Linked DNA regions of Rattus norvegicus: region 2 is linked to region 1. The links are chromatin contacts, called in public Hi-C maps. All regions are on one chromosome and are shown on one strand. Each heading gives the region's core, a stretch centred on a gene start, on an enhancer-like site or on the middle of the called end of the contact. The rest is flanking DNA. Distances are from core to core; before and after follow the strand shown.

What was found. A called contact is a pair of places that touch in the nucleus more often than the background predicts.
Region 2: a contact with region 1 is called in a Hi-C map of Schwann cells, with 1.7 times the contacts expected there. The contact joins the enhancer-like site here to the promoter of Nt5dc3 in region 1. A contact is called at or near these places in 3 of 12 Hi-C or Micro-C datasets (Schwann cells and liver).

What each region holds. Positions count from the first base shown.
Region 1 is chr7:23,075,994-23,079,573 of GRCr8, reverse strand. It overlaps Nt5dc3 (5'-nucleotidase domain containing 3), which reads right to left and starts at 1,496. Exons shown (of 14, transcript NM_001134887.3): 1 at 1,190-1,496. The coding sequence starts at 1,391.
Region 2 is chr7:23,115,299-23,118,812 of GRCr8, reverse strand. Nt5dc3 (5'-nucleotidase domain containing 3) reads right to left here. Exons shown (of 14, transcript NM_001134887.3): 7 at 2,740-2,800; 8 at 2,234-2,336; 9 at 1,993-2,094; 10 at 1-45. Among named protein-coding and RNA genes, the nearest start is that of Nt5dc3, 39 kb to the right of the region's middle. Within about 2 kb of position 1,767, at least 8 of the 93 cell types and tissues checked have an H3K27ac peak or open chromatin away from gene starts, as enhancers often do. A contact at or near this core is called in Schwann cells, where this site is marked.

The DNA of each region.
Region 1 (3,580 bases), core at 247-2,746:
AGGCAGAAGGATTGCTTCAAGTTTAAAGTTACCTTGAAACCCTGTCACAAAAGACCAAAAAGAAAGAGGAGAAGCAAGAGGGAAGAGGGACAGAGCCCTGACATGACACATTTGCCAGGAACGGTGGCTCCCTGCTGGGAAGATAGATAACACAGGAGACTCATAACTCAAAGGCCTGGGATACACAGCCCCTCTCAAAACACTTGCCTGGCCAAAAACAATAAGTCACTCTTTCAAAGCATTGCAGACAACTCTGAATGTGCTGTGAAGATCATTCCAAATAGGTTTTGCTGCACTTAAACACAGACATGTGGCCAAAGATGCAAAAGGAAATCCTACAAAAATGTTCCCTCACCAACCCCCTCCTCCTGTACCAACCTCCCCAAACCACCCCCCTTCCAAAATCAGTATTAAATCCAGCGTGTCCTCTGATAACAGCTTCAGTGTCTACACGTCACCGGCCCTTTACTCCAGGTTCCAAACGTTTGACTGCTAGGAAGACGCACAAAGCAACAGACAAGACAATGGATTCCCCACCCTGGGTCAAAACCAGTTTTTGTTTAGGCCTCTTGCTTGCACTCGAGTCTCGAGTCTCGCCCTTCCCGTCTACATAATGGACATGACCCCCTCCTCTGGAGGCTGAGGGAGATTTAGGAACTATATCAATACCTGTTACAATTATCATCTGGTTCCTCTCTCCAGTACTTCTCGATTCCCTAACAGCCGAGTGAAGCTCATTCTCTGTTCACCTGGCCACAGGAACCCTTGCCCTCGCAGAGGGCCGTGGATAACCAGACCACCCTCCCCTTTCAAACAGAACATTTCACCTACTCCACCCTGCAAAAGGGAGAACCGCTCAGCCTCCTGACTCGCTCGCCTGCGCTGGAGCCTGTCTAGGACAGCGCGGCAGCAAGCCGGGCTGCTACTATCGCTCCCAGAGCCAATGACAAGACCTAACGGTGTTCCTACCGACGCCCTTGGAACCCTCGCGGCGGCCCAGAGCACATCCGATGCACACTCCTGGTTTAACAATCTCCAGGTATGAAATAGCTTCCCCAGCGGGGGAAAGAGAAGCAAGAGTTGCGAAGTTTTAGAGTCGCCTCCCCCGCGGGAGTAGCGCGACGGAGGTAGGGTGCGGGGGACCCGAGGGGTCCTCGAGTAGGCTGCCCAAGCTGGGGCGCGCACTCACCGTCCGTGCTCCTCTTCGCCTCGTGGTAGCGCGCCCACAGGTAGCTTTTCATGTCCACAGCAGCCGGGGCAGCCGGGGCAGTGCACAGGCGCCGAGCGCAGTCCGCGGGCGGTCGTCCTCGAGCCACAGCCCCGCTGCCGCTTCGCAGCCCCGCCACCGCCCTCGCCCCGACCCCGCGGGCCGCCGCTGCCACCGTGGCCATGCTGCCACTAGGCTGCCAGAGACATGGACAGCCAGCGTCAGGAGGCTCCCGGACGCACGCCGGCAGTTCCTACGTCTGAGCAAGTGGCAGCGCGGCCCAGGCACCACCCACTTCGGGGCGGGGCCTGGGCGGGGCCGGGGGCGAGGCTGGAGAGGTGGGCGGGTTCTAGACGGAAGCGGGAGGCGGGGTCAAGGATTAGGCTTGGAGCAGCGGGGTGGGTGGGGCCTGGGCTGGGCTGGGGCGGGGCCTGGTTGGGTCGAATGATGCCCCGACTGAGTAAGGAACATGGTCTAGAGAGAATGAGTGGAACCATCTCGATTGCGTCAGAGGCAGAGGCAAGGACCGGGCCTGGGAAGACAAAGCCGGGGACACGGGGTAGTCAAAGGCTGGGGTCAGGTGTGGGTCTGTGGAAATAGAGACCCGATCTGGGTTGAGTCAGAGGCGGAGTCAAGGGCAAGGCCTTAGAGAAACCGTGTGGGGCGGGGCCGTAGGTGCCAGGGCACAGCGCCCGGTCTGCTGCGGTCACTTCCTGACCCGTGAGGCGTGGGGGTGGTGCTGAGGCCACACAAACCAGGATGATTCATCTCCGACCCTATCGCTGCCCGTAAGACTCTGCTGTACCTTCCTCTTGCCTTCCGTGGCGGGCTCCCAATTCTGATTCACCATCTCTAGTCCCTGTCTCTGGAATGAGACCCACTTTCCGTGTCAATGGCTTCTGCAGGTTATCTCCTGGATCTCAGGTGTCGTGAGACCCACCTTGGGCCGATCCAAGAGCTGCCCTTTAAAAAGTTGCTAGGCCGAGATCCCGCACAAGGTTTAAAGTCGTCTCAAGATCCTGCCCCTGAAGACTCCAATAAATGTAAATTTCCTTTACAGTGCACTGCCTCTGGAAAGCCGGGTCCCGACCGCCAGAGAGGTCCTCTGGACCTGATTATTAGTTTCCTGCTCACAGCACGTTTGGTACCTGCTCCACTCATCTGCTTAACTGCACTTGTTCCGTACGTTGGAGCTCCACTAATAGCCAACAAACAGTAGCCGCCCTACCAGCTGCCATTTCTATATGCACTGAGTCAGATTTGGCTCCTGCAGGACTTTCTATCACCCACCCAAGACCTGCATGAGAAGCACTGGGTCCCAAGGAATTCCCAAAGTACCCCATGGTGACCACTGAGTAGAGGGGTATAGTGGGAACGCCTGGGATGATGAAATAGCCCGGACACAGTGTGAGACAAGCCCAGGCGTCAGAAGATTCTTAAGTTGTGGGCTGAAGGAGTCAGATGTTTTCTTGGAAGATGATGACACCTGAGCTAGTTCCTGACCGATAATGAAAACCATTAATAGAAAGCTGGCTGTGTGTTTTATCTCATACACTTTCCCCAACTGTCTTGAAAGCACCATGTGTCTCCTGTATACATAATGAAACTGAGGTACAACAGAGGTGAGGCTGCTTGCCTAAAGTCACAGAGCTGAGTCCCCTCTTCTATTGGGTGGTAGGGATGAGGGTAACTAGAAAGTAATCCTTAACTTGTTACAGGTTAATGTTTTACGAGTCACTGATAAAAGGGAGGATAATAAAATGTGCAAATAGATATGTTATCAAATCCATGGGCTCTGATAATTAATGCTGCCTTTATGACTTGAGAGCATTTCCCTTCCTATCTTATTTATGCTAATAAAAAGTTTTGGTGATAACCATCAGTTTTACCTAGGTGAATTTTTAATTCAAAATATACTATAGAAATGTTTCTAAAAATTACGATTGGTAAGAGTGCCTCTATATATTTTTCTTAGCAGTATAGGACTCTGTGGAATCAAGGTTGTTGTACCTATCATAGAAATGTAGATCACGTAAAGCCTTCTCTTTTGGCTGGAGAGAAGGCTCAGAGGTTAAGAGCACTGACTGCTCTTCCAGAGGTCCTGAGTTCAAATCCTAGCAACCACATGGTGGCTCACAACCATCTGTAATGGGATCTGATGCCCTCTTCTGGTGTGTCTACAGTGTAGTCATATATAATAAATAAATAAATAAGTCTTTAAAAAAAAAACCTGCTCTTTTTTTAGCTAAAATCAGATACAACATTATAAGGGGCTGAGAAAACCGAATCCCCAGACCCGGATAGTGACCACTCCCTGAAGAGTTAAAAGAAAAGATCTGATAAAAAAAAAATCCAAAATACGTTTCAGGGAAA
Region 2 (3,514 bases), core at 518-3,017, 39 kb before region 1:
TTATCCCAGAGTAAGACACCTTTCTCGTTCACCTTTCGGAAAGGTCTAGCAACAGAGAAGGGAAATGTTACTAGAATACATGGTAACAGTTAAAAGCTCTCTGCTCCACAAGATACTAAGTGGGGAGTCACTGAGAACAGGAAGTACCCATACTGCATCCCCTGGCCCAGGTCACCCCATTCCACACAACATAGACCCCACTACAGACCCACTACACACAGTAGGTGATGAAGAGCAAGGAAAAAAAAGAAAAGAAAAGAATTCTAGAGCCAACCACCCTTGGCAAGCACGAGCCCTTTAGTCAGGTCTCCCTAGGACAGTGGTTCTCCATCTTCCTAATGCCCTGACCCTTTAATACAGTTCCTCATGTTGTGGTGACCCCCAACCATAACATTATTTTTATTGCTACTTCATAACTTTTTTGTTACTGTTATGAGTCATTAAGTATCTGATATGTGACTGTGTGAAAGGTCACCACCCCCTGCCCTAGCATAGTCAGCAGGACAGAGAGCATCTGCTTCACAAGGTGAAGCCTGCAGGAACTCTGCTGCCTGCAGATGCTATGGAACTCTGGCATCCTGGGTCAAATGCCAGGTCCGGGGGTGGGGCCTTAGCTCTGATGAGCCTGGAAGCAGGACCGCCCTGTCCCTCACGCCCAGGTACAGCCTGTGGGACTCGGCCTGTCTTTTTGTGTAATTGTCTCTCCAGTCACAGAAATAGAAACTCACTTTATGCATCAGAACACATTTTCCCTTTCTGAGGAACATGGAAATCACTTTGTGTACTCTTATTTATATCTCTTTTCCTTTAATCCTGTCAGCAACCTCTTGTGTGATGTCACAGTCTGAAACACATTAGCAGTAAGATAGGCTGGCGGCTTTTGCTAGCCAAGTTCGGCATGTTTAGTGGCTGTGTAACATTCCTGCACATGGACATTCTGATTAACAAGTCATCCTCAACTGTTGGCTTCAATAAACAACAGAAGGAGAGGGAATGTTTCAGCCATTATTCCAGAACAAGGGGTGGGGGGAAGAACACTGCTGGGCTGAGTCCCTCCCAGGAAGAGCCCAGGCCTGACTCCTCCATCTCAGATAAACGTTTGAGAAGAGCCTGGGTAAAGGGAGGCCCAGCCTCCACAGGAATCTAAAAACCCAGTAAGGAGGCTAGAGGCAACATGGCTGGTGTATAGCTTCTGACCACACTCAAGACTCAGTCTGTATGCTCTGTTTTTGAGCTTGCCTCTTCTTAGCACCCCAATGGTACACAGGTTGCCCTCACTTCAGACACCACAGTAGGATCCCCAGAACTACCCACTGAGGTAGGTCACCAGCTACAAGGATGCTAGTCACCAACCACAGGTCAAGGAAGGTCTGGGAAAACCCTTCCCAAAGTAAGCCATAGATAGACAGAAGCTCTCTGTAGAATGCTAGCATAAGAATCTTCACTGTGTTGGCCTCTAGGAGTGGGGCCACCTAGTCTGCCCCCAGGGTAGAGGACACATTAGTACTCTTGGACTGATCCTGACTTCTTCCCTCCCCCTTCCCAAAGCTGCAGAGGCAGGAGGACATTATATAAGACATGGCTGTGACTTGTGCTGGGTTGCAGGCTTCTGCAAAAGTCAACTGCAGTTTGAAATGCACCAATTAGCTGTTTCAAGAGCTGCCACCAGGCAGTCTGGCATTGGTGGTGTTCACACCTCATACCCCACAAGGCATCTGGGGGCCAAGCCTGCTTTGCTGTATGGCATTAATCCCTGTTCTCCACTGTAGTCTTGCTTCCTAAAGCCTGACTCAGAACCGCAGCAACCCACACTCAACTGAGAACACTGTCTGCTATGTGCCCCGTCCCGCCGGTCCCCAAGCTAAGTGTCAGACAGGTCACAAATTAGAAACTATGTCTCAGATGCTTAATGATTCTGCTACTGGCTCTCGTGATGGCATGCCATGCCTGTATTCACAAACACAGTCAAGTCCCCAGTAGACGGGCCCTCACCTCCGCTTGTCATTGAAGAAGTTCGGTTTCTCGGCCTGAACTATGACCACATCGAAAAGGTCCCGCCAGTCCTTCCCCACGATGTACCGCATCCCTTTGTCTCTGGAACAAGGCAGCCAGGTGAGCTGACATCAAAGGGATGAACGTTTTTTATTTTCTTGCAAACTATTTCTTTCCAGCTACTAAAACGAATGGCATCTGACCCGCGAGCCAACAGCTGCAGGGGACAGACAGAACTCACACAAAGCTACTGGGGCTATTGGTAATGAGGAACATCTTCTTGCCGTGGGCAGCCAATTTAGCCAACACCGCGCGGGTCTGCTCAGCATAACAGATGTACTTCTCTAGGAATGAGAGGGAAGTTCACACAGTCAGGACGGAATCGGGCACTCTGCAGGCACTTATGAGATGGGCACCTGGGGCACGCAGAGTCCTAGGCACAGTGGGGAAACTCAGGTCTCAAGGAAGGCTGACTCCGGGAAATATGGGAATGTCCAGTGCACAGGAAACAAAGACTACCCCTCCCCCAAGCCCCACCCCTACTGAAGAGAAGGATAATATGGTTCAGCTGCCATCCCCTCTTAGACTGACAAGACACCAGGAATCTACACCGCAGGATCAGGGGCCTTAAACAATCCTCAGGAACCCGGGGCCCCTGCTCGGCCCCGCCCACCCCGGGGTGCGATGTCTAACCGCCCACACACCAACGCCCACACACCAGCACAGCAAGTGCTGCTGAGCGCTTACCAATGTCCGCTTCGATAGCTCGGTACATTATTCCCTTGATGTGGACATCCCGTATGGAGTCCTGTGAAAAGGCAGATTCCTCATCAGTGAGAGAGAGCTGAGGGGGCAGGACGTTAGCTCCATGGGGCTCACTGCCTGTCAGTCCAAGGTCTACACCTCCCAACGCTAGCCCCGGAGGCGTCTAGGGCAAACTTGTGCTTCCACAGTGACACGGGCTGTTGCCATACGTTTCCAAGGACCTCCTTTGAGAAGGTCATTTGTGCAATTCTGAATGAGGTCCCCATGACAAACAGCAGTTTACATGCAGGGTGATAAACAGAGGGCAGATAGCCTGCAGGAAGGGAGTCCCTGTCCCTCGTCCTCATTTTTACACGCAAACAGTTCTGTAAGGTCAGGCAGAGGTAGGGACAAAGACGAGATGCAGGAAAGAGAGAGAGCCAAAGTCCATTGCAGGCTCAGGGCTGTGCCAGCATGGTGTCACCAGGCGTCACTGCAGAGCTCTGCTGGCAGGGTGAGAGATGTCTAGCAGCCCTTCTTAGACTCCTGGAGTGTGATGGAAACTTTCTGGTACCAGTGGCAGGGGCCTAGGTCTATCTTGTTACCGGTAGACTTCTGTCAGAGTGGACCACTCAGGGCTATAAACTTAATCTCAATTAGCTTCAGCATAAACCCATTTCACTTTTACCCAACACAGAAGGCAATGGTGAAGAATCTAGGCCCTGCTGTGTGACATTGGGCAAGACAGTCAAGCTCTCTGTGCCTCGGTGTCTTTCAA